Linked DNA regions of Mus musculus: all the other regions are linked to region 1. Evidence: chromatin contacts called from public HiCAR-type, HiChIP or PLAC-seq and promoter capture Hi-C data. All regions are on one chromosome and are shown on one strand. The core of a region is the stretch at or near the end of the contact, and the rest is flanking DNA. Distances in the headings are between cores, read along the strand shown. Region 1 holds the start of Ebag9 (estrogen receptor-binding fragment-associated gene 9). Region 2 has its middle 12 kb from the start of Sybu. Region 3 holds the start of Pkhd1l1 (polycystic kidney and hepatic disease 1-like 1). Region 4 holds the start of 2310069G16Rik (RIKEN cDNA 2310069G16 gene).

Region 1 (6,272 bases), core at 428-2,927:
GTAACACATGTGCACTGACACCAGGAAACACTTCCTGCACTGGGGCACCCACTGCTACTCAACCACTATCTGGAGTTTCTTTCTACATTTGCTTTTATTCAAAGGAAAAAGAGCCTAGAAGGGCAGGACCCCACCAGTGTGGTTTAGTTTGTTATCTCTACATCTTAGCCAATGACAGCATTTAGGTGGTCCAATATTTCTTGAATTAAAAATTAAAAACTTAACATTCCTTGGGCCCTTAACATGTTCAGAATTTAGTTCAATAGTTTCACCATTCCTATATAATGGATAAGGCCTATAAATGGTCTGAGTAATTTAAACAGGTTAAATCAGCAGTGGCTGGAGGAGGGGAATCCTAAGGCCCTGATTCTGTTTCAAACGATTTCAATTTTATACATATCACTACAGTCTGATTTCTAAAACACCTATAGATTCTCAATTAGGAAAACACTTACTTGGAGCTACTTTGCAATTTGGGTGTTTTAAAATGCTTTCTAGAACTGGACAATATTGAAATAACCTACCAAAATACTCAAATTTTAAAAACGAAAATGACTAAGAAAATGCAGAAACTTTATGCCAGAGAAATAATTTTGAAGAAATGGCATTTCCAATTAAACAATAGGAAGAAGAGCTCTGTTGTGACAACTAAGAAAGATTTCCCTATAAGGGAGGAAGGCATAAAGAAAAAGAATCCTGCATGACGTGGTCAATCTGTCCTTGTGCTCAATTTCTTCAGATCCTGGAGTATACATCAATTAAACTATAATTCATTAAGCCAAGCCAGGTGATACTCATTAAACGAGTCATCAAATGCTGTCCTAATCCTGCATTTCTAAGTCTATACAATTACTTGAAAGTCCCACGACCTACGAAAGCACAGAATATACTCAAATTAGGTCTGTGACTCGCTAAAGTTAAATATCATAAAGCTCCCAAATAAAAATCTACCTGAACTCAAACATGACAAGGAAGGGTCAACACCGGAGGCATGTAAGCAAAAGCAGAAGTGCAGTTTTGGAAAGCTGGTGGTAAAAACCGAACATTCTGTACCATCAGGCCTTCGAATTTGACACCCCGGGGACTGTTAGTTAACCAAGGTGGGTTAAGATCTTCTGAATGACTCAACGGTGAGTCTCATAACTAAAATAATTTTCACTTTCAGATTACCCACCTAGAACTTGCTGGCGGAAAAAAAAAAAATCATACCCACTGCACAGATGAGCAAAACAACACACACGCGAGCTTTCTGGTTACGCAATCCCACGCCCGGTGGCGGGCGGCATGTGAGGCGTTCTAAACTGCTGAAGGTGGGAGCCGGGTGGGATGGGGTTTGGATGTTGGGCAGATCGGCCCCGAGAGGTGCGAGGCCCGTAGAGGAGGGCAGGAAGGCGGCACATTGCCCTTGGGAAAGACTGAACGTGGGGTTTTTCCGGGTCGGCAGCTCCCAGGCGGGACGCCCGTGCGGGACCGCAGCATAGCGAGGGGACAGGGACGAGCCGGTTCCAAGCCACGCTCGGCTCTCCCCACAGGTCACCCTGACCCGGAAACAGTACCCCAGAGTGGTGGCTCGGCGAGTGGGAGGTCGAGGTAGAGGGCCGAAGAGAAAGGCGGGAGGGCAGGAAGTACGGGGCGACCCAGAGGGTGACCGGGAAGCGCGGCCACCAGCCGCAGGCCGGACCGGGTCAGGAGGCGGGTGGGTAGAGAAAAAGCCCCTCGCGGGCGCGCGCAGGCCGCACACACTCACCTGCCCCTCCCCCTCCCCGCCCGCCCGGCGGAGGCTCCGAGCTGCCGCGGGCCACGCGCGCTCACGAGGCGCGCGCGCGCACAGCCGCTGTCTGCCTCGAGCTCGCGCTCCGCCAGCTCAGTCCCAGCTCCGCTCATTCAAAGCCGGGCGCGCGCTCCGTCGCAGCCGCCGTGGCCGCCGCGCAGCCGCCATGGCCGCCCCTTCTCCAAAAACCCGCCCGGACCCCGCCCTAGCTCCGCCCTGGCCCCGCCCGTTTCCCCGCCCAGACCCTGTCTCCAGGCTCTGGCTTCCGCACTCTGCCTCTCGTACTTCTGGCCCAATAGAGGATAGATACGTCATTGACGTGCAAGTCGCAAGCCAATGAGTGCATAGGGGCGTGGTTAGTCGGGACAGTGCAACTGCTTTGGCCTTTTGTTAATAGTAGTGTGTTGGGTTTTTTTTTGTCCTGGAGCAACTGGGCTCCTGCCAAGTTGTTTTCCTTTCCTCCTTTGTAGATTAGTGTCTCGCCTGTGACCAAGTCTCCTGTTCCATCCTTAAACCTGTCTGCTAGATGGGGCCAAGGCGAAACTGCATCTAGATTGTGAAACATTGGCGAAGCCTCTCTGTCTCAAAATGATTTGGGTGTGACTAGGACAGACCCCAATTACTGCTGGACCTGAGACGTTTACACGTCTCTTTCAGAATTTATCTGGCTCTGTTTAAATCTTAGTCCAGTTTTTAACTGAAAGTAAGGCGGGTGATTCTTCTAGGTCCCTCCTTATATCCTGCATCAGGGGCTAGCCTTTTTACCCAGCTCTTGTCTTTTTGGGGTTCTCTCTTGCAATCGGATATTTTTCTGCTGTTTGATTGACTTTTGGTTTTTATTTTTTATTGTACATGTTACTTTGTTCCATAAAAATGCTTTCATTTAAGGAAACATTGTAACTTGAACAGATACAACCTCCTACCCCCTTTTTTTCCTCCCACCGCTGATAGATCCTTGTTCTTCTAGACAGTTTCACTTCTACGTTTATACATACATATGTATGTATGTATGTACACAAGCATATTCTTTTCATGTTTTCTTTTCTTTTTCTATCTTGTGTGCTTGTAAAAATCCGAGTTTATTGTTCTGTTGGACTAAGAATTCTTAAGAAGCTACTATTAGGAAGTGGCTGGCAAGGGAGTGTGTGTGTGTGTGTGTGTGTGTACATATATTTGTGTTTATGATATATCGAAAAGTTGAAAGCAGTTTTTTCAAATTCTTCCTCAACTAGCCTTTCCTTCCTATTCCTTTTTAAAGATTCAGCTGCCTTTGTTCTCTCACCATGATTCGTCTATCCATGTAACCTGAAATATTCTACCCCCCACCCTCTTCACTGCAATCTGCTCCATATTTTTATTACTATTTATTGTGCTTTATTTTCTTTGAGAAAGGTTCTTGCAATCCTGAAACTTAAGCCCCTCCTGCCTCAGCTTCTACAGCATTCTGAGATTACTGGTGTGTACCACTAATCCAAGACAGCAGTTTAGTATGCTTACCCTAACAATGAGGAAAAAGTAAATTTAGGATTCTTTCTCTGGTTCTAGGTAAACATGAATTAATTTAATCTGGTCTCCTCTTAAGTGCATTTAATACTTGCAATGCTTTCAGTGCAGTCAGGCACATATCAAGCAATCATAGATAATAGCCACTCAACTATCATAAAGCTGCAACATTTTTAGTAACTACACAGCCACACATCAAATAAATAAATGAATAAATAAATCACCTGAGGTCCCTGAAACAGGTATTCTATCTATAATCCAATCTAGTATTATCCAAATTCCAATAATCTATAATTTCTGCCATTTTTTGATTTCCCGAAATCCTAATAGGAGCATGTTTTTTTAATGTGATGACTTACATCTTCGTTTTAAATTACTTATTATGCCCCATGATAATCTTCTTTTTTATGATTTTTTTTTTTTAATAATTCACCATTTCCAAATTGAAAAACCAAAGGAGGCACATGTTTCTACAGAAATCCTGGTGGCTGGGTACTTGTTTCACAACAGAGAACAAAAGGAAAGCAACCATACTGGCTAGTTTTATATCAAAATGTTACAGGCTAGAGTCACCAGAAAAGAAGCCTCAATTTCATTGAGAAAAATGCCCCTATAAGAGAGGGCTGTAGTAAGCTTGTGAGGCATTCTGTTAGTGACTGATGTGGGAAGGCTCACCCACTTGTGGGTGGGGCTACTTCTGGGCTGGTGGTTCTAGCTTCTATAAGGAAGCAGGCTGAGCAAGCCACATGAAGTTTGCCAGTCAGCAGCATTGCTACACGGCCTCTGCATCAGCTCCTGCCTCTAGGTTCCTTCCCTGACTGAGTTCCTCTCCTGACTTCCTTCAGTGATGGACGATGGATATAAAAGTATAAGCCAGATAAACCCTCTCCTCCTGAACATGCTTTGGTCATATTTCATCACAGCAATGAGAATCCTAAAATGACAACAAAATTGCATATTGCAATCCAAATTCATTTGTAAAATACCTGCAAGAGAAGACTTTAAATCTTGTTGGTGATCTTACATGCCGACACTTCAGGACCCCTCATTGGAGACAGCTTATTGAAATGTGTAACTTTAAGTCTTGCCCATTACCCAAATCTTGTGTGGGGGCTGAAGGGAATGACCAGATGTAAAGTGGGAAGAACAAAAAGATCTTAAAATTCACAGGCCATTAAAATTACCACTAGAAAACACTCATAGACCATAATCATTACTGCCAGTAAATGACTTTTTCTGGATTGCCTTTCTCCATGGGGTCTAGCTCATTCTGCCTGCTCTGTGCATAAAATGTTTGCATTTTAAACATAAAAACATTTTAAAGTTTCTGATCTGCGTTCTTTTGATTTTACTCAGGCTCCATTGTTTAAGTTCTTCAGCTGTAGTTGAACCTGGTTCACTGACCCTGTTCAAAGGTTGGAAGAGTCCTGTACCCCACACCAATATCTGAATTTTCACCAAAGGGTGCTTTTATTTTTTATTTTATTTTTTTTTTTGTCACATGGATAAAACTTGGACGTTAATAGATTTTTATTAATGAGCGGCTGTTCGTCGTTGAATACAGATTATGAATTCACATTTATTTCCTGATGAAGTGAGACAAAGGCTTGCAGCTCATAACACAGAGTGACAGTCTGAGCAGGCATATTTGAAATCACAGATTTTTTTTTTGATAATTTTAGTAGATTGTCTTATTGGTCTGTCTACTAGAGAATTTTATTTGATTTTAAAATAATAAATGTCAATATTCTGGGAATTTAAACATTTTTGACCACTGATGTACTTATGAGTACACTGTAGCTGTACAGTTGTTTGTGAGCCACCATGTGGTTGCTGGGATTTGAACTCAAGATATATATATGCAGGTTTGTTGGGAAGCTGCTCTTGGAAGGGTGAGTTCATTGCCCTCAAGGAAGAAGAAAGAAGATCAGGGAAGTCCCCATGGAAACAGAGGGAAAAGAGGAAGAGAGAAAACATGTGCACAGAGAGAAGAAAGGGAGTCGGGGAGAGAAAAGGAGAAACCAAAATGTCTGGGTTGTATAGCAAAGAGCCTCTGTAGGAAGAACAGCCCAACTAATGACCTGAAAAGTTCAGAGTTGGGGGCATGGTATGTCATGTAGGGACTGAGGAATGCTGGGAGAACCTGAAGGGCTGTTCTGTTTTGATATGTAAAATATGCCACTTAGCTCTTTGTTCTGGGATCTAAAACCTAACAACTAATGTTTAGGGTTAATAGTTTAATAAACAAACTGAACAGTTTAAAGCATCTTTTTTTTTAAAGATTTATTTGTTTATTTTATGTGTATGAGTACACTGTAGCTGTACAGTTGTTTGTGAGCCACCATGTGGTTGCTGGGATTTGAACTCAAGACCTTTGGAAGAGCAGTCAGTGCTCTCTTAACCGCTGAGCCATCTCTCCAGCCCAGTTTAAAGAATCTTAAAAAAACAAAACAAAACAAAACTTCTTGTGTATGTTCTTTGGTTGGTGGTTCAGAATCTAGGCCTTCCCGTTCATATGTAGCTTGGCCTCCATGTGCATCCTGAACAACTAGAACTAGGACTGTCACAAAAGCTTTTATCTGTATTATCTTTATTTGTATGTTCTATTAGCTGGTCTGCCTTGTCTTGCCTCAGTGGGAAAGGCCATGCCTGACCTTACTGAGATGGGAAGTGCTAGAGTTGAGGGCATACCTAGGGGTTCCCTCACCTGCTCAGAGGAGAAAGGGATGGGGGATAGGGGATGGGGGATGGGGGATGATTGTTGGAGGGGGGTGTGACCAGGAGAGAGGCAGTGAGTGGGATGTAAAGTGAATAAGTAAAAATTTAAATTAAATTAAACACTTCTGTGTTGTTAAGTGAAAATTAACTTTCTGTGGAGCATTGTATTGTCTCCCCCACTGTATGAGAGAAGCAGTAACCATTACCTGGTGCCTATAACAGGAAGACATGAGAGCTAAGAGCAACTGTTACAGTCAGCCTGGATAGAAATTTAGAAAAA
Region 2 (6,994 bases), core at 2,532-5,031, 140 kb before region 1:
CCTACTACCTACTACAGTTATTGTTTTGTAATACAGTACCTCTCTCTTTCTAGGCATGATACTAGACTGAGTGCCAAGCAATAGAGTTTGGGGAGTAGTGTAAGGTGTCATCAAACATCTCTTTTCTTATGGTTAGAGCCATTGTACAAAAGCTCCATTGACTAAAACTTCAAATTTTTCATTATTGTTGATAGGTACACAATGTGCAGAGGCCAGAAAACATCAGCAGCAGCACTGTGCAAAATGATTGATTGCCTAGCTGAATTAGCCTAAGTGCTCATACAACATTTTCATTAGTCTTATTCATAGTTAATATCTAATTGATGATAATAGTGATACTATTTGGATATATGCCACATCTGAATCATTTGGGTTTTGATATTATCTAATCCTTTTTTTTACAATTATGTGTGTGTAAATGTGCTTACACTTGTGTGCTCATGTGTGTGATGTTCAGAGAAAAACCTTAGGTATCATGCACGTCTAAAATAGAATCTCCCATTGGCCCAGAGCTCACCAATTATCTTTGCTTAACTGCCTAGTAAGCCCAAGGAAACATATTCTCATTTGAGACAGAAAATAAACATTGATAGACATTAAAATGGCTACTGTGAATATTAAGATATTAGATAACAGCTATGGACCTTAATTAGATTACTTGAGATAAGACAATAGTAACACATTTAACTACACAGTTCAGAATCTTTGCTACTTATTCTTCTGATGTAGATAATCAAGGAAACAAATGTTACCCTGCTTGTCACCTCTCAGCATAGCACTCATACAAACTATTTACTAAAGGTAAAAACGTTTTTTCCAAAATGTCTGTAAAGAATGTCTATTGTAGGTTATTTGGTGGGATGCTTACCTGGCCTGCACTAAACTACACTGCATAAACCAGGTTGGACTGAGCCTACCTGTGATCCTAGCAGTCGGTAGATAGAGAAACCGAAGTTCAAGGCCATTCTCAACTACTTACCAAGTTCTCAGACAGCCTGGAGTATTTGAGACACTCTCTGAGAATGGAATCTAACACAGTTGTCTTCCAAATCTAACCAAAATGCCTCCTTACTTTCTAACATACAAATAAAAAGTATTAGTTCTGGTTTATTTTAACTTTAGAACCAATGTAGGAAAACAACTATACTTTTTTCATTAAAATAAGCCAATTCAAGTGGGTAACGTCCAAATGTGTCTTGGAATTAGGTAGGTATTGTGGTCATTTCTCAGCGCTAGCTGGGTAATTGGCTATTTCATTTAAAACATTAGGATTTCTATAAGTCCCCTCTCTGGCCTTCTTCAAGCAACATTTATATTTGTACATGGTGAATGTAATTAGGCTTTTTATCACTAGCCATTTTAAAAAACAGATTTGAGAGATCATTTTAAAGATTTAAAATGTGTTTTAAATTAAATTAATAATTGTAAATATGCATCTGTGGCTTTTGCATGCTCACAATCCAACAGATTGCTCCTATTAACAATACAAAAGAGCAATAAGATTTGGAAAGGGAAAAAAGAAAACTTAAGTGAAAACCACAAGTAGAAGAGCTGAATGGCTGCTAGTATGTAGAGAGTTAGAGCAGCAAGCAGGACTAAAGAGCTCCTGCAGATGGATCTGGTGGTTGGCTTGTGATGGGCAGAAGAAAAAATGCAAATTGGACCAATGTGAGATACAGAGCTTCTTTTGCCAAAGCATCCTGGACTCCTTGCTGGGAAAGAGCAATATAAATAAGCACAGGCAGTGAAAAGCAACAAAAGCTATGAAAAACCCTTGCTCACATGGAGAACATGAACTGCCTAATGTCAAAAAGAAGTCTCACAGATACTTATACAGACAAGGGTAGCAGGTTGTCAAGATGTTTGCCATTGCCTACATGGCTAACAGGGAACATAGTGTTTTAGTTTTTTGTTTGTTTGTTTGTTTGTTTTCTGTTGTCAAACTTGAAGCCTATCATAGAGCAGATTTAAGGGGCACTACATTTCAGAAAGGAAACGTAGGTTCATTTGCACCATTGAAAGAGTCAGATCTAATGGTCACTATTGAGTGAAGCACATTTCTTTTCCATTTACTAGAAACATAAGACTATAAAACACAAGTGCTTTTGGTTTGACTTTGAGGTTACTAAAATGCTCTGTGTCAGAGAGGTTGCTTTACCAAATGTTAAACTATTAAGTTGAAAAGAGACCAAGTGGATGAGTGCAAAAGATTATGCTGGGAATTGAACCTAAAGCCTTGAGCCTTGAGCCTTGAGCCTTACAAATGCAAGGTAAGTGTTTTCCCACTGGGCTATAACTCGACCATTGTGGTTCTTAAGAAAATACCCTATATATGTAGTCACATAAGTCTAATCCCCAGCTACATACAAGGTGAGACAGGAAGACCAGGACTTCAAGCCCAAGCAACATCATAAGATTTTTTTCTCAAAAAGCATAAAATAAGTATACACTGTAGTGTATACAAGTAAATACACTGTTTTAATGTGTAATGACATCGATTCTTTTATAATGATTAATTATTTATTTTATTTTATTTTCATTTGTGTTTTGTCTGTGTGAAGGTGTTAGATCCCATGGAACTAGAGTTATAGAGAGCACCATGTGGGCTCTGGGAATTGAGCCCAGGGGGAAGAGCCTCAGCACTGATTCTAATTTTCAATCATTTGTTGTAGTTATTTAAAGAGTTGCTACCTATGAATACATGTGTTTGTTTGTTTGTTCATTTGTTTTTCTGAACTGGGCCCTCATATAACCCAGGCAGGCCTGGAAATCTAAACAGATGATGCAGGCATTTCCTGTTTTAGTGCTTTAACTTAAAAGTAAGATGAAATAAGTCCTTTCCTACCCATGTTGGTTTTGATCACAATGTTTACCACAATATAAAGCAAGGTAACACTGAACTTGGTACCCTGAGTAGAGGGCTACTCTAGGCTGGTGACAAACGTGACCATGTTGTTTAGGGGGAGGGTAGTAGAAAGGTTTGGAACTTTTGGGCTGAAAGATAAGGCTGCTTGAGGACATTGTTTCACACAGTCCACTCATCATGGAGACATTAGATCTACTCTGTAAACAGCACTAAAGGATAGTGTGATAGGCTACGATCATTTTTGAAATGTGCTACAGTACCTTTAAGAGGGATGAGGAATGGACCGTACATGAAACACCTAGTGAATGAAGAATGAACACTGAGGCAGTTTCTTCCAGTAGTATTAGCCTAAATAGAGGGAAAATTATAATATATTAAAAGAAAGAAAGAAAGAAAGAGAGAGAGAGAGAGAGAGAGAGAGAGAGAGAGAGAAAGGAAGGAAGGAAGGAAGGAAGGAAGGAAGGAAGAAAGAAAGAAAGAAAGAAAGAAAGAAAGAAAGAAAGAAAGAAAGAAAGAAAGAAAGAAAGAAAGGAAGGAAGGAAGGAAGGAAGGAAGGAAGAAAGAAAGGAAGGAAGGAAAGGAAAAAAAGAGAAGATTCCTCATTTAAACTAATACTATTCAAAATTCTTTGCATCACATTTGAGAATCCATATAAAGAAGACACATTGTAGTGTTTAAAATTATTGAGCATAAAATTTTATCAACAAATAAACAAGCCTTAGAAAGAGGCAAGGAGCTGGAAATGTTTATTAATCTCTTTGAAGGTCTGCTGCAATTCAATCATGTGGATGCCTCCCAGCTGGCAAGAAAACAGGATTGCTCAAAGGTTTCAGATTGAAAAGCCTCACACAGCTCTCTAGGCAAGAAGTTTGGCGGTGGTGCTGGAAAACCACAAAGACAAATTCCCCAATATTTATCATATGATTTGTATTCTGCAGCCATTTCCAGTCTCAGCGATAACAGTAGAAAGGCTGAAGTCAGAGTGCAGGAAGAGAATGCTTGAGCAAGAAGTTCCATACTGAGCACACCACAAAAGATCTGCTGGCAGCCTTTCTTACAAATCATTAAAACAGACAATTTACTTCTGGGCAAAAACACAACCAGAAAACCTTGGTTTTAAAGGATAACCATAATCTTACTGAATTTTTTAAAAAATGGCATTTCTGCTTAAAGCTCCTGTGAACTGTTTCCCTTCATATATGTTTATTCATGGAGAACTGTGTGGTCTGCAGCAAAGAGTACTACTAGAGCCAGTAGCAAAGGAAAGGATGGAGCGTGTTTCCTAATGCTAGTTTTAATATTTATAGAAACAGCAATGCCCTGCGGAAAAGGGGCTGAAAAGATTCAGCTAAGAACTTTCTTTAAAGATGTAATTTTCATAGGATTGTAACTTTTAACTTGAAACAGTAAACACATTTCAGGTTAATAAATTTTACTTATGTCATATTTTTATGTGAACTCATTCTGGGTCTATCTTAAAATATAGTTTATAGCTGGAAAAGGGTCACTATACTAATATCAAATGGTCATGTGTTCATCCTGTGTTAAAATAATTATAATTTAGTATTTAATTTAAAATCATCAAAAACAAAACAAAACAAAAAAAACAAAAACAGAAAATGAGCTACGCACCCCACTGCATGGCTTAGAATTTGAGTGACAGTCACTGTTCCCTCTGCTTTCCATGGCCACAGAGCAATTCAAACATTGCCTGGGTCTTATGCAACGGAGTCAAACAAAATTAAGAAATTACACTTATTTTCTATTATCATGGCAAATTGACTAAGTTTCTCCCGATATTTACTGGAATTCTTGATAAATAACAAAGACTCAGTTCATATTTGTGGAATAAAAATAACATTTACTAAAAGTCCTGGATTCAAGGCATAAGATTTGTACTTAGTAACAGTATCACTGTTAGCCAATTCCTAGATATACTTAGTGATCATTATCGGCTTCATCTTTATTGTATTTAAAACTTGCTTCCTTTAGGAGTATATTTTTCCAATGTCCAATTCTGCATAATAAAAAGGCAACAAGCAAACAAACAAACAAAAAACCCAGAAGACCTTTAATTCTGTTTATTTCCTATTTCTTTCATTTCACAATCTGTTTCTGTAAAGGAATTTCTGAGCACAGAGGTTTGCAGATAAGACTGTTAACATGAGAGTAGGCAGAAATAGAAATAGTACTTTAGATGCAAGCCTTCCAGGTGTTTACGAAGGGAACCACAAGCACACTGATTTTAGAAAATCCACAAATCTATATTTAGTATCCCAAGCACTGAGAAGCTGACAGCTCTCAAAGAATATTTACAGTAGACTCATAGCATGAAATTGACTAATAGTCCCTGCCTTAGTAACTAGCTCTTATTTTTTCAAGTTTCAAAATAGGTCTACTGAAATCATACATATATATATGCACATATATGAAAATACTGCATTTGGCTGAGTTTATTATAACAAAAATGTAGCAATAAGAATATGTGAATATTTAAAAATGTAAATACTGGAGTTTTAAAAAATAAACTCTTGTCTAGAACTGTTTTCTATTTTAATACTAAAATTCTAATAAGTGATAGAAGAAAAGAGGAGGAAAAACCATAACAAGGAATCAGGGGAATAGTTTTTCAAAGCATATTCTTTGAATTCTCACCCGAGAGAATTGAACCCATTAAAAATGAAGCTAAGATTAATATTTTATAATCCATAAGATAACATATATGTATTTTCTGAGGCAGAAGCTTTTCAAGTTTGCCAATTTGGAAATCATTATTTTCACTTGCTTACTTAAAAATTCTTTTGAATTGCTATTCAACTCATGTGAGAAGCCCTGAAGCTAACCTAGCCTGTGATTATCATATCTTGCATGTGGCTTTAGCTTTCTTGTTGGAGTATGCAGAGATAGAGACAGAATTTTTAAACCAAGAAATCATTCTCTCCTATCTTACTCTCAGGACAAGGACAAGCACCCTGACTCGAGCAAGTGTGACTGTCTAATGACAAAAGAAACTGGATAAGGACTACAGGGGGAGACAGTGGGTCATAAAGAGAGCTTGGGGAGAGGGGCTTTGTGCTTTCACAAAGGTATGGTGCCAGGGCTAGACCAGGAGGGCATATGCATACACCTTTATCTCCAAGTCACTGGAAAGCACTGAAAGGATTTGGTTGGGCCTAGCGAGTCACACAGTATATTGGAGACTGGGGGTGATCAGATGTGCACCTTAAAAAAACTTTTTGGGTCACTATTTAAGCATCTACTCTAGTGGACAAATCTGGGAGGCCAGGTGAAGATTGGGGAAGAAATAGATGTTGAGAAATGTGGAAATTCAAAGATAACTAGGAAGTAAGAAAGATAGGGTAATTTTTTGTAGACGTGTAGAAGACAAAATAGTTAATACAGTCATCAAGATCCCTGGGTTTGCATGGTGAAAACATTTATTACCTTAGAGAATGCAGCAGTAAGATCCACCTGCAAAGGAAGTGATTTTATACATTCTATTAAAAATGGAGGGCATTTGGGACATACAAGCTGAGATATACAAGTGGATTGTCGAAAACGTAATAGATGTATGTGTTTATAGAATTTATAGATCATCTACCTTCAAGTGGTCATTGAAGCAATTGAAAAGAAAAGCATTACCCAGGAAGGAAATGTAAGAGAAACAAATGAAACAGCCATGCCAATGTTTGAAGGATGGGCTAAGCACATGCTGAAAGGCAGGAGAGAATCGGAAAGGGAAGAGTAGATTTGAAAAAAGGAGTAGTGCTTACTCCAAAGGCTGATCATAAGTCAAGATTCTGGTCAAAACTAGCCGCTAAAGTAAGGGCACAGAGGTCATATGGGACTTAGGGCAGGAGCTGCCAGCTAAAAATGGTTAGTACTTGTGGAGGGCCATAGGGCAGGGACAGCCCCGGATAATATACCCAGCTAATCATTCACCCAAAGCATGCTGATAAGGGAAGGGGAGAAAGCCAGTAGCACTCAAAATCGGAAAAACAGAGACATATGTTGATGTAATTTTTAAGACAATAATAGCTAATAACAGTTCACACCCAACTTCATGATTATGATATACTTCAGCTCTTCTAATGATGCTCATAGAAGCCTAGGCATAATTATTCTACT
Region 3 (6,604 bases), core at 804-3,303, 160 kb after region 1:
GGACACACACAGGGCAGGCACACCTTCTCCCTTGATGGTCAGTCTTGTTGCTCCGTTTATGCTGCCATATTTAGGTATAACTTCTGTCACTTTGGGAATTGTCTCAGAGCTACCTGAAAAACACATAAGGATGACAGTGATATAATCAAGATCTTCATTCCAAGCATCACATTTCCCATTCAAGTTGTAAGATGCGAATGAACCCTGACTAATGCCCAAACGGGGAATTAAGTACTTAACCAACACTCACTAGCTTTGTGTGAAGAACTTTCTGGGATTTACAAAGAATAAGGATCACAAAATGGTCTTCACCACTCGTATCTACCATATTATAGCACACCAGTAAACCCTTAGCTTTCTGTCCTGCTCCTCTAGCTACAGATCCATAACTGTACCAGCAGCTTACACAGCACTGGCAATACCTGCATGGAGATTAGTATTTAGCACTAGCATGTAAGTGCAGTGCTAGGAGATACAAAGACAAATACTGTATTATAAGCAGAAAGCTCTTCCTAACCCCTTTAGGAGTGGTCCATAGTTCCTGACAGCTTTCCAGTATCCTAACGATGCAGAGTGAATAGTGAAAGGACCACTTAGCCACTCTTTAAACTGGGTTAGCTTCCTGCAGACAGAGAACGGTTACATTTGTACTACCCTCCCTAAAGACTAACTTAGTCCAAAATGGCAGAAAGAGCACAGGGTCTTGGGTGGCCTGTAAAGAAACACTTCCCTCATATTTCTGGGACCACTCTGGTTTCTAGAATGGAATTCCTCCACTGCATCTTGAAGGGCAAATATGGATGAGTTAGCCTTGGTCTACCATTCAGAAATAGAAGGGAGGCTCTAATAGAAGTTACTAGACCAGCGAGGCAAAGCCAGCAGCTTCTTTGGAGAATTGTACATAATTCTTGAACATGGCTAGGAAATACGATGCACAGTGGCTAGAGGTGTTTTATTTTCTGCCTAGAGTGTATAGAGGCAATTGTAATAGACGCAAAAACAATTTATTAGAGTAAGTACAAAACATTAAGGCACAAAGAACAGCCCCAAAGATTATTGTTTGAAACGGATCTCTGAGAAAAGGTGAAGGAACTTCTGACTGGGTAGTTCATTGCTGTCTGAAAACGTGTAGCATGGTCTGTGGCAGCCACAGCTCCTCAGCAGAACGGAGGCTTCCGCGCCCGGACCCAACGCCTGCGAGCTTCAGGTTAGCATTGATCTTGAGTTTACAGTGTGTTGCAGTATGTGCCTACTTGCAGTCCCTGCCCCCGAGAGCCAAGAGAGGATCTATCTGCAGGGAGCTGGATCCCATCTCCAGACATTGCAGCCTCTCCTATCTCAAGTTCATCCTCTCCTTATCTCAGCACACAACTCCAATTTCTTATCACGTTCTCCCCAGCCCTCTCCTGGGGTTTGCTTTGAAGACACTGGGCAGCTTACCCTGGAAGTGACAGACACCCGCCACAACACAACCTGACCTCCTGGGAAGAGCTTTCCCTTCTGCTGAGAAAGAGACACAAGGAGAGCAAGAAGAACGGGGTGGGGGTGGGGGGTAGGGGGGGTGTTCAGGTGGTAAAATTATGCCGCTCTGGAGGGGGGTGAGAAACTTCCTCAGTTCAACCCCAGCATTGATCAACAATTATGAGGGAGGTTTCTCGAGCTAGCCCTACTTGTACTGGTGTCTTTCTCTGGGTTCCAACCTCTGTTTCAGACTTTCTCGGTACTGTCTCTGTATGAGTCAGAAGGCTGTTGCCGACCTTCCAGGACCCTAGGTTCCCAGAAGGGCGTCTGCCCAGGGCAGATGGCAGGTGGTCTCCCCTCCCTGTGACCAGTAGAGCAGGGTCTCAGGATTGGCTCCCGACCTTCCCCCACTGCGTTACCTTTGTGGGAATCTGCTGCACACCAAAGCAGCCCAAAGAGAAACCAGGTCCCTGAGAGCCACAGGTGTCCCATCGCAGAGCTGGTGCTGCGGAGTCTGCAGCAGCCGCTTGATTGCAGAAGTCGCCCGAGCTGAAGCTTGCTTGGCTCTGGGAGCTGCTCCAGCGTGGGGACTCACCCCAGAAGCCAGGGCGAACCTGGCTGCCAGAGACCTGCCCCGCCCCCAGCTCGTCCGCGGTGTGTCTGGGATTTCACAGATACAGACATACACCACACACACACACACACACACACACACACACACACACACACACACACACAGAGAGAGAGAGAGAGAGAGAGAGAGAGAGAGAGAGAGAGAGAGAGAGAGAGAGATCTCCCACCTTTATTTTCCTTCTTTTAAATTCTAGAACTATATATTTTTATTTGCCGGTCTACCGTTCTCATTAATTGCCTTAGATTAATTATAAGACCACCTAATACATGAACCCCATTCACTTTCCTTCACACAGGATCGTTCTATCCCTTCAGTTGACAAAGATAAAAATAAAACTTTATCTGATAGCTGGAAGTTTCCCAAACACCATGTCCGTGGCAAAGCAGACATAAATGACAGCCACTGATGCTTTCCTTGCTAGCACTAGTCCAGCTGTCCCAGTAGACTGAAGCACAGTGACATTCAGGGAGTGAGAGCTTAGCAGTGTGTCTGAAGCTAGTATTCTTACTCTTGTCAGAGCCTTAGGTGGTACATCTCTGGAGAGAGCTTGCTGGGGGAACAGGGTACGGTCATGGTGTCCATAAGGGTGCCAGGTAGCAGAAGAATGAGAAACAGCGGTTCCCAATTGTGGACTGTGAGGTTCTCATGCCTACTGAATGTTCCCCAAGGTGATTCCTTAGTCTTTGACTGTCCCCCTCCTCCTTCTACTCCACACACCCTAATTGTCAAGGTACTTTGTTCTTACAGGATGCATAGGAGAGCTGAATAACAATCAAGTACTAACATCAGGGTGGAAGTGTTTAGCTAGGTGTCCTTCGGGGGCTTGTGGGAAGCGGGGATGCTCATGCAGGCTGAAGCATTTAGGGCCCCACCGTCATGATTAACAATTAACCTCACATGTTTGACCAAAGAAAAGGTGTGAAATCAAATGTGAAAGATCATTAAATAAAACCTAGAATTTTAAATAATTTCAGAATGCATGCATCCATATACCCATATGCTTTTCATTTTTCTGTAATTTTAAAAATTTTCCCAGAACATTTAGAATTCTTTGTTCATCCTTTCACCTTTCTCTCTTGTAGGAAGAAATACTTTTCTTCCATGACATGCCATCCTCCTCTTGTGCACTCTCGGCAACTCTTGCCGTTATCATTTCACCAACATCCCTTTTACCTCATTACCTCATTCCAACGAGCCTCCTCTCCTCTTGCCCACTTTTCCTAGAAATAAACACAGTGTTCATTATGTAAATAATAAGAACAATGTGTGTGAATACACACACACATGTGTATGTGTGTGTGTGTGTGTGTGTGTGTGTGTGTGTGTGTATGTGTGTGTGTGTGTGACAGAGAGAGAGAATGCATATAATGTATATGTGTTTGAGATTGGGTGTCTTACTAGACAGCCCAGGCTAGCCTCAAACTGTAGGTCCTCCTATCTCAGCCTATGCCAGCAAACCCAGTTAGACCTTTATCTTTTTGTAAAACTATGGCAAAATCCCAAATTTATTCAGGGCACTGCTGAAAGCATTCATCTGCTCCAAGGAGGAATCCATGTTCCAAGGTCTGCCCCAATTGCTTGAAGGATGGGGGGAAGGGTACCTGTGCCAAAGTGAGTGAGTGGCAATCAGAGGGCAAATTGCAGTGGTCACTTCTGTCTTTCTACATGGTGAGAGAGACCGGGGGAACAAACTCAGAGCATTAGACTTGGCAACAAGTGCATTTACTCTCTGAGCCATCTCTCTGATTCTCTTGTATCCTTTTATGTTTCTACTTAACCAAGAGTAATTACCTGGTCCATTACAGTTGTTCTTTCCACTGAACCTCACCTCCATTAACACTAAGCCTATTTAACAAGATTAAATTTGTTTGTACAACAATGTATGTATGTGCATGTACATGCATGTTTGGATGTATATTGTTACATATATACATGTTGCACATGAATACTTGATATTCAACACTACTGATTCATTTTATGTTTAATATATGACTATATATAATAATTGGTATCCCAAATAAAAGGCTTGTTAAAAGTAGGCAAATATTTCTACTATCTTTTTTCTAAAACTAAATTAACAAATAGGTCATTTAGATTATTTGCCTAATTGGCTTTAAGAAAGTTAATTTTTAAAAGCAAATTAGCTGATTTTCTTACAATGCTTGCTTTCTTAAAGAGCCATCCTTTACTTTGCATATATGAATTTTTAATAAGCTTTGTTGAATTAATGAGCATCTTTAACTGATTTTCCCTCCTTAAAGGGTACTTATTTATATGATAAATAAACTCCTTGAGATAAGATCACACTAGTGAGAGTTTTAATCATGAATTACTAAAATAATTTGAGGGGTAATGTGGCAATAAGTAATTATAACTCGATGAAATGTATGTCTTTTGGGGCCCAAAAAATTGGCTATGTGATCTATGACTGAAATTACATCTTTCAAATACTTAAAATTTCATTTTTAAAATCTTCATGCCTTCGTACTAGAACAAAAACAGCCATATAGATTATTGAGAAACAGTAGAAATCCTGACATAAACCATTGTAATTATAACCACTTAATCTTTTACAAAGAGACAAAAAATGCACACCTGAGAAAAGATAACCTTCTTCAGCAAATGGTACTGGAAAAACTGGTTATCTATATATAAAAGGAGGAAAATAGAGCCCTTGCTCACATTGTTCACCAAAATAAATGCCAACTGACCAAAGACCTCGACATCAAAGCTGAAACTTTGAGAGAACTAGAAGAAAAAATAGGGAATACACTACCAGATGTAAGTTATATAGTTTTCTAGGGAGATAGGCTTTAATGGTCTCATAATTGACAATGTGAACTGTACAAATTACAGTTCCAACCAGCCAGGCAAGGTATGCCTGCTAGTTCAATAGTAGCAAACCTCTTATGGGATAACCAACTCCTCTTGAACTAGACTTAAGGCCTGCTCCATGGAAGGGGATATAAATCTGACACTGTAAATCCAGCCAAAAGCTCATGTCAATGTGATCAGAGGCCCTACAAGACAACTAACTCCTATTGTGTAGCTAAATTGACATGGCACAGAACTGCAGATTATATGTTTATGCTTATATACTGAGACAAATGCTAATCTCAGCCTTACTCAGAGATGTTTCTCTTTGCTGTGAATGGTAGTAAGTGCAGACTGCTGGCTGCTCAAAAAGCTTAGAATAATGAAGTGGAAATTTCTGGTTTCTTGTGTTCTGGTGGCTTTTTGTGGCTGATTGGCAGAGCCTTAAGGTTGGTTTCTTCTGGATCTCCCTGCCATTGCTGATTTGTGAATGTTGTTTGTGAGTCCTGCCATTGGTGATTCATGTATGGTGTTTTCGAGTCCCGCCATTGCTAATTTGTGAATGATATTTTCAAGTAGATCGAGATACCACCGCTGATTCATGCGAACTGAACTAATAGCCTGACAATGCAGATTGGATTTGCTCCAGAGAACTATTTCTAAACAGGTCCACATCCTCCTTTGTTCTACTAACCTTTGTTTTTCACTACCTCTGGTGGGTGATGAGATAGAAGAGACGTTAAAGCATTTAAGAACCTTTATTAAAAATAGGTTTTGGAAAATCTAAGCCTATAGGTAAAATATCACCTGAATGCTTAGCCCTAAATAAGGAATTTTATCACCACCACACAAGATTCAGGGAATACTAAGAAGCAAAAGCAGAAAGAATTTTGTCAAAGACCAGCTTTGACATCACCTTGTAAACTAAGGTGGAGTGTAGAGTTGGCCTCAGCATACTTTTCCCTAAGGGAACAAAGCTTGACTCATTAGGGCCAGTGAAATTCTTCCTGAGGGGATGACAAAAAACTGTTTGGGGGCTAAAGTAAAATTCCTTGGGGGTCAGCAAGAACCTTTTTGAGGTCAGCAAAAGAGGGGGAAAGGGTCATACCCTCAGGGTGTACATCTAGTCATTAACAATTTTTTATTAAATTATATCAGAGAGCTGAGGGCAATACAAATAGGTACAAGAAATTAATCATCATTTTGAATATCAGTCCAGCTTCATCAAAAGAGTCACCTTGGCCAGTGCTGTTGGGGCTGCCATGGTTCTTTTTTTTTTTTACCTTAAAAAATCCCAGGCTTAACTATGAAGGGTGTGTCTTTCTGAGCTTCAAATTGTTCCATAAGATTTTCTACATCAGAGTTCTACAAAAACACCTTACCCTACCTTTACTAACAATCTGCATCTCTAAATTCTTTATAAGGGTGGTGGTCGTTGCTAACAATCTCTAAGTCCTTTCGGAGGGTAGTGGCTGAAGGTAGCAGCAATGCTTGAAAAAGATCGATCACTGTTATTATAAGTGACGATGATATTGTCCAGAGAGGCTGGGAGCCCCTTAGAGTTTTCGTACAACTCATAGACTGTGAAGGATGCAATGTGAGGGCAACAAGCACAGCAAGATGCTAAAACAGTCCTCAGGGTGTTTCTTTTTCCCACTGTGGTGGTTCCAGCCCACAGGCCACATTCTGTGAGTT
Region 4 (7,135 bases), core at 801-3,300, 170 kb before region 1:
CAGGGGAACGCCAGGGCCAAAAAGGGGGAGTGGGCGGGTAGGGGAGTGGGGGTGGGTGGGTATGGGGGACTTTTGGTATAGCATTGGAAATGTAAATGAGCTAAATACCTAATAAAAAATGGAAAGAAAAAAAATAACTATGCACTATGCTGCCAAGGAATGATAAACGAAACTCCTGTTGGGAAGCAATCCATCCTGGTTCTACAGTGTGATCAGTCCAGTGCCCACTCTGCTGAAAAGCATTCTGTCCACAATTTCCCTTCTCATCCTTCCATATTTAATCTTGATGGTCTGGTCTGGAGCTACTCGTGAGCACATGCACACCTTCCCACTCCTTGCCCCTGCCACTTGCATTCAAACTCTTACACCCAATGTACCACACTCAGTGTTTTTAATGCCCAGTGTACCTGTTTCAGTCTTCTATATAAGAATATAGTGATGTTTCCTTCCAAACAGGTAGAATCTATGTTGTAAGGGACAAACTGGTTCATTTGAAACTAATCATCTGAATTTCTATTGTACTTTTCTTCTAGCTCCACAGTGATCTTTGAAGGACTCACATGTAGTTCAAGGGACACAATATCTAACACAGACACTCTGGAAGCCTGGGATGTAGAAAGAGGAAACCAAATCCCAAGGGCACAGTACAAAGAGAACCTAAACCAAGCTAATGAAGAATATACAGGAAAACCAGCAATTTTAACCAAAAGCCACACTGGGAATTTGCACCTATCTATTAAAATTTGAAGGTTAAATTCAAAGGTCGGTACCTGGACAGGGGTGGGGGAGTGGCAAAGTGCATCTATTAATGTCAAGATGTAAAGGGAAAGAGAGATGGAGGCAGGACAGGGCAAGGAAGTGGGAGGGGGTTACTTAAAACTATCTGTGAGCAAAACAATAGGGAAAACGGTGTTATCCAGAGAGTTGGGGAGATGAGATAGAAAAAGAGCAGCCTTTCTTGCAGAATATGTCCTTCAGGGACACAAATACAGAGTACATGTAAAATCAGAAAGAAATTCACTTGCAAGTGTTTAGCCAACTATGCCCTTGCACCCCTTAGCTTATGGGAGGAGGAGCAATCACACTCATTCTGAATAGTTCTAGAGGACTTGGACTTTCTGATGGACTACCTGGAACTGCATTTTTGATGAAAGCAAACATCCTTCTACTGGTTTCTTCAGAATCTTACCTTTCCAGAAGAGCAGGTAGAGAAGTTGATGCTTAGTTTTGTAGTTGTGCTATCAAATTAAAACACGATTTCTCTCCAGCCTCCTGAGGCTTTTCAGCTTCTTCTAAAATCAGCACAAATACTCTCTCCATTTCACAAGCTGTTCAAGAAATTGTTATTGTTATCAATCCTATTATCTTCTAATAGCTAGAAAGTAAATGGCCATGTATGTCTCCAGATCAGAAATCAGAACAGTTAGATAGTACCTTGTTTGGAGGACGGGGGAAAGGTAATTGGTGAACTTGGAAAAAGGGCTTACAGATGCATAAATGCTTTTCCCTAGTTGGGAATGTTGTCTCCTTTTGTGAACCCAAGCAGCCTTTGATGACGGAATTTTTCCAAAGGCAAGATGTTTCAAAGGCCCCCTTAGGTTCGTGCTACGGTTTCCTGGCTTTTAGATCTCCTGCTCAGAGATCAGAATACTCCTGCCTCAGGCCCACAGCCGCCCCCAGGGCTTCCGAGTAGCCCTGCAATACAGACAACCCATCTCCCGCCCTAGATGGGGCTCCCCCAACTGGCGGGAAACGGAGGCACTGCAGTGCGACACCCTGCCGGGAGCTGAATCTGAAGCCGGAGCTTGTGAGCCACACAGGCCCTGGTGACAGCGGCCTGACCTTGGGTTTGTGAGCCCCAGAGCAGGAACCCTAGGGGTAATCGGTCCTCTGGTCGCTAGCGTCTATGCGCCCCCACCTACCCGTACAGAGTCTCCGGCCTCCGGCGACTGTCCCCACGTGTTCCGAAGCCCCAGGTGCCGCCGTGCTGGCTCCAGAAGTCAAGAGGCCGAGGGGACCGGAGCGCGCTGGCAGCTGCCGCACCACGTGTGCTAACCGGGCTGGCGGCGCGGGCGGAGCGGGCCGGGGCTGGTTCCTCCAGCCCCAGCGCAAACCGCTTGCCACGCGCTGTGTCGCCGGCCGGCGGCCCAGTCCAGCACAAGCCTCTAGGGCATTTGGGGACACTGTCTGGACAGCGCAATGGACACGGTCTGCAAAGGAAACGGTAAGATGCACGCTTTGGTGTCAATGTTTGCGGGCACCGCAACCAATGCCTTGGGTTCAGTGAAGTCAGAGTGGACTGCTGACTCCAGAACTTCCCCTTCCATTGAAGAAGGCACCCAGGGGGCTCTGGACAAACTCAAGGAGCTCATGGGAAATTGGGCACAGAGGTGCTCTTCACAGAGGGACACCAAGGCGAAAGTGTCCCTGTCTGATTGGTTATTGAAAGGATATAATTGGAATCTGCAACAATCAGGTTGGCTAGACCAGCATGTTGGCAATCAGTGTTGCATGTCCCTTGCTTAGTGTTGCTCAGAAGCCAGGCTTGGAAATGACGCCTTTAGAAAGCGAAGATGTCTCCAAAAGGCCTCTGGGGGATAGATGGTTCTCAAGTCTGCAGTCTTCATGTTTGTGTTTCCTAGGCGATTTTTCATAAAGATTATCCGAGGTGAAAAGATTAATCTGGATTTCATTGCTATGTTATTGAAGAGGTTGAACATCTCATAATGGGTGGTGTTAACAGCTTACTCTAGGGAGTGAGCTGTAGAACCAACCAAACGAAGGAATATGGAAACTTAAATTGGTGTGAGGGGAGACACCTACGCCTTCAAATGAAGAAGGCACTTGGGGGAACACTTTTTTTTTTCCTGGTGTTTTTATCTTCTCCAGTGCAGTGGAACCAAGTGAGAGACTTTACTGCTGATTCTCAGGGTCCTTTCTAGGTGTCTTGCTTCATGATCACAGAGCATGGCAATTCAACTCCTGAATGTCTTTTTCTAGAAAAGAGCCAAACTTGAACCCATCGCAGTTCAGAATCTGCATTTTAGTCTCTGCTGTAGCAATGCCAGCTCGGTGTTTCATGAGGTGCATCTGGGAGATGGTGTCTTTTCTATCCCCAAAGGAAACCCTTGGAGCAAAAGAAACCAAGCAGGCCTTCTGTGCCAAAATTTCTCCATGTAGCATTGAGGGAATAGTACATTTGTTACTTTGAAAGCAGCATATTTCAGTTGCACTGTTTAAATGAAAATCCATGCAAAGCACACTGTTCAATCTATTTTAAGTTATATTTCATTAATTTAATGTGGGCTTTATAGTTACAATCCTTAAGGCAATATCTTAATAAAACTAAACAACCAGATATATTAAGTGTGCCACTCTGAAAACTATTGGATTTCAATTTCATTTTATTTATTTGTTTGTTTGTTCATTTGTTTATTTATTTATTGTGTGCACATGCATATGTCCTTGAGTCCATTTGTCTCCTGGAGCCTGTGTAGAGTTCCTAAGACAACTTTTAGAAGTTGATCCTCTCCTACTACCTCGGGTTTGGGGGTGAAGCTCTGGTTAGTGAATTTGGAGGCAAGCAACTTTACCCACAGATACATATCACAATCTCCAGACTTTCATTTTATAGATGAGCAACTGAGACTGGCCAAAAAAGTCAACAGGGGTGTGAATAATTAGCCCGTGGCAAATTTGAAACCAGCATACTCTAAAATCCAGACATGGAAGTTTCTGTATATTTGTATAAGTTAGTGATTTACAAAGTAGAAGTGATTTGCTGAGCTTAGCCACAATGTTAGAGAAACGTGGTAAGGTGTGAAGGTAAACTCCGAGATGATGGCGTGCTTGTGCATCTTGATTGTGATGGTTTCACAAACAAAACGACAAAATGTCAGATCTCTAGACATATAGCACAATGTCAATTTCCTGATGGTGTTGTGCTATAGCTCTATAAAATATAGTTGCTGGCAAAACAAAAACAAAAACAAAAACTGGATGAAGGGTACATGGGATCTCTCTCTTCCTTTTCTACTTCCTATGAAATTATAATTATTTCACAATAAAAGTGTTTCTTTAAAGTCATTTTACAAGTACACCAAATTCCAAATATTATCTATTTTTTTATAAATCCAAGCATCCACAAAACATTTTATATACATATGTGTGTGTTATAAGGCGTTTACTACATACTTAAAATATTTGTTCTATAAACTAATATTTGCATACTTCTTTACTGGTGTTTTAAAAGACTAACTTTTGTATGTAAGCTGTTGTATTATAGAATATACATTCTTAGGTATTAATACTCATGCAGGATACCAGCATAGAGTAATTCAACAGTATCTTAGCAATTTACTTAGTGGTTTGGGGTATTTTTCCTTAACCTTGGGGGAATGGGGAGCAAATAACCTCAGAAATGCTTCCTGTGTTAAGTTAGCAGTCTGGAAGTTTTTCTTTCCTAGCATATTTTTCTGATTGAAAATACTAAGGTACTGAGTCTATGTAGAAGTTTGTTCTTTCATCCTCCCAGCCCCAGGCTCCCAGAAATACGGCTCAGACTGAAAGAATATTAACAAATACCTTGCCCATATGGATAGGCTCTTCTCTCTAGATGATAATTTAATAGAACTCATTTATTTTAATCTACATTCTGCCACAAGACTGGTTACCTATGCTCAGGTACCACAGTTTTGTCTTACCACATCTTCGCTGGGCAAATCTCCTGAGCCTGACTCTATCACAGAATTCTTTCTGCCTCCCGGATGTTCCACCTTTTATTCTTCCCTTTCCTATAAGCTATAGGTTTTTTGTTTGTTTGTTTGTTTGTTTTTATTGGCAGGTGAGGCATCCAAACAGAAACAAAGTATTCTCTCTACAAGTCTATAATTTTCCTTTTATCTTAACAGAGTATTTTCTGAATGCACAGCCACCTCCTTGCAGAATTGATGGGAGGGGGCAAATTTTCTATAGAAAGAAATCATGCTTGTAAATGCTTCCCTCTTTACAAAAAATCAGGAATATAAATCAAAGTTGAATTTTAATATCTACCCTTTTAAGGAAGCTCTACTTTGAAGGTTGACAACCAACGGAAGAGGCCCCAGAGTATACTAACGTAATTTTAACGCAATCCTATAGACTAAGTTCCTAACAATTCTAGACAAGCCTCCATTACAGGCTTTCTGCATACTGAAGACAGGACTCTGAGAATGTCAGTTTTATTGGTGTCCTTTAAATTTTCCATGATTGCTGAATATAAGCTACTGTATTTATTTAATATTAGTTAGATACACTATGTTTTGTTAAACTTTATCTATGTACTGAAATGCACAAAATATCAGTTTTCATATAATTGTAGAAAATGCATGCATAACTTTAAAGAGTTATCTAAGAATCACCTAAAATCATCACTGTACCCCAAGTTGTACACTTGGCACACTAGGAGAAAACACATGGTTTGAGGCATGCTCCAGGGGGTGATGAGAGAGAGCAACCTAGTTCTACACAACAACAGGATAAAGTATTGCTACCAAGCCACACTACTAACTCCTATGTTTCAACTGGTCTTGCAAACAGCCTGGCTGTAACTGGAGGAGTTCTGTTCTAGGGCAGCCCTTTGCAGCAATAGAAAAAAGTCAGGATCTTTCTACTAAAATTAGCTAAGAAGTCACACAATCCCAGTATATCTACTGCACCCAGTAAGAAATTTTCGGTAATAATCTCATTTGAATCTTTCCAGATGCCTTGCTGAAGTGCACACTGCCCACACGTCCCAAGATGACTGTCTATGGGCCAGCTTCATTTCCCAAATGTGTTTACTTCACTTAAAAATCTTTAAAAATCAAAGAGAATTTGCTCTGAGATATCCAAATTTCTAGCTTCATCAGGCCTGGCAAATCCTAGTGAGGGCACAGACTTTTCTAAACAGGGTGTCCACTGTTTTTCTGTTGATGGTACACTACTGGCTCATGTATATTGACTGCCTTAAAAAAGTGTCTAAGCTTTGTGACTTGTGCTCTAAACCACCTTCCAAATATGCTAGTCCCATCCCATCTATAGATATATGAGTAAAAATAAAGTGAGTTACTTATGGCTCAGACATTCCATTAAACAAAAGCTGATCTCTAAGCACCAATGTTTTCTTCACTAAGTGTTCAGAATGCACTGCTTAAATTGTCAGGTGAAATATTAAATATTTAGAATATTTAAATACCACAGATAAATATTTAAATTAAAATGTAAATAAGATTAAATATGTAAAATAATTGAATATTACAAACATAAACAAATGTAAGTCTACAGTTTTAGAGGCTCTTCCTTCTATAGTATTTAAAACAGAAAAACTAGATGTTTCCTTTCTACATCTGATTTTGTGAGGGTGCAGGGGGTGTCTTTTCTCTTCCCCAGGGTTCTGTAGGTGTTCACAGTAGTGCCATGATTTTGTTCTATTGGTAAAAGATGCCACTATAAAGCCTGACCACATTATTTAGCTGTCAAATGACTAAGTGCTTCCATGTAGCATCCAGTCTAAGTGTTACTTCCCATTTGTAAGCGTTGTTCTGAAGTTTTTTCTTGAAATTATTTTTGTTTCCTTCAAATATAATTAAAACGAACAGTGTTTTTTGTTTGTTTCTTAATATTTCTGCAAGATGTAGTTAGAATTCATTTCTAATCTTCTTGACACCCTGAAATTAAGTGTTATTGTATCACATGTTTCTGAAATTAAAATTCCAGATTTTTGACTATTCACAGTTATATTAGTAGTTATAATTTTCATTATCATAATGTTTAGCTAAAATATTTAACCAGCTAAACATTGTTATTTGAGTGAAATATATAATGTAAAATAATAACATCTTGAATGGTCCTCTATACTGAAACAGGGAAAGAAAAAAATAATAATAATAAGTAATCTATTTCTCAAAAAATATAAATATATAAACTATAAATTCAATCTCAAAAGAGAACATTCTATCTTATTTCCCTAAGAAAATGATGAACCTTTGATGACCCAACCAAAGACAATTTCTTGAGTTAAAACCATAAAAATCATGTTAGGTTCAATCTACTAACAGTGCATTTTCTTTCCCTGGGGCAAAGTGACATAATTCTGTAGTATGAATGAAGAGTCAGA

What was found. HiCAR-type assays count read pairs that join an accessible place to other places. HiChIP or PLAC-seq counts read pairs in DNA pulled down with a chosen protein or histone mark. Capture Hi-C pulls out chosen DNA fragments and counts their contacts.
Region 2: a contact with region 1 is called in an H3K4me3 HiChIP or PLAC-seq map of forebrain, with 2.9 times the contacts expected there. The contact joins the enhancer-like site here to the promoter of Ebag9 in region 1. A contact is called at or near these places in 4 of 39 promoter capture datasets (embryonic stem cells, liver and neural stem cells), 1 of 15 datasets of contacts at CTCF or cohesin (the NIH/3T3 cell line), 37 of 484 Hi-C or Micro-C datasets (the C2C12 cell line, LSK cells, adipose-derived mesenchymal stem cells and 24 more), 10 of 115 datasets of contacts at active chromatin or transcription factors (the SCID.adh cell line, astrocytes, cardiomyocytes and 6 more) and 3 of 9 other capture datasets (adipose tissue, liver and pancreatic islet).
Region 3: a promoter capture Hi-C map of adipose tissue shows a contact between it and region 1. The contact joins the promoter of Pkhd1l1 here to the promoter of Ebag9 in region 1. A contact is called at or near these places in 12 of 39 promoter capture datasets (the 3T3-L1 cell line, 3T3-L1-derived adipocytes, cranial neural crest and 6 more), 17 of 484 Hi-C or Micro-C datasets (the G1E-ER4 cell line, Th1 cells, cortical neurons and 9 more), 8 of 115 datasets of contacts at active chromatin or transcription factors (CD8 T cells, the SCID.adh cell line, embryonic basal ganglia and 5 more) and 3 of 9 other capture datasets (adipose tissue, liver and pancreatic islet).
Region 4: a contact with region 1 is called in a HiCAR-type map of astrocytes, with 4 times the contacts expected there. The contact joins the promoter of 2310069G16Rik here to the promoter of Ebag9 in region 1. A contact is called at or near these places in 3 of 39 promoter capture datasets (liver and neural stem cells), 2 of 484 Hi-C or Micro-C datasets (both in embryonic stem cells), 2 of 115 datasets of contacts at active chromatin or transcription factors (both in astrocytes) and 1 of 9 other capture datasets (pancreatic islet).

The regions. Positions count from the first base shown.
Region 1 is chr15:44,614,845-44,621,116 of GRCm38.p6, reverse strand. Ebag9 (estrogen receptor-binding fragment-associated gene 9) reads right to left here and starts at 1,677. Exons shown (of 7, transcript NM_001357691.1): 1 at 1,210-1,677.
Region 2 is chr15:44,757,283-44,764,276 of GRCm38.p6, reverse strand. It overlaps a transcript of Sybu not described here. Among named protein-coding and RNA genes, the nearest start is that of Sybu, 12 kb to the right of the region's middle. Within about 2 kb of position 3,781, at least 15 of the 459 cell types and tissues checked have an H3K27ac peak or open chromatin away from gene starts, as enhancers often do. A contact at or near this core is called in cerebellum, cerebral cortex, cortical glia and 1 more, where this site is marked.
Region 3 is chr15:44,452,902-44,459,505 of GRCm38.p6, reverse strand. Pkhd1l1 (polycystic kidney and hepatic disease 1-like 1) reads right to left here and starts at 2,053. Exons shown (of 78, transcript NM_138674.3): 1 at 1,881-2,053; 2 at 24-113. The coding sequence starts at 1,953.
Region 4 is chr15:44,782,678-44,789,812 of GRCm38.p6, reverse strand. It overlaps 2310069G16Rik (RIKEN cDNA 2310069G16 gene), which reads right to left and starts at 2,050. Exons shown (of 3, transcript NR_040309.1): 1 at 1,923-2,050; 2 at 1,190-1,328. It also overlaps a transcript of Sybu not described here.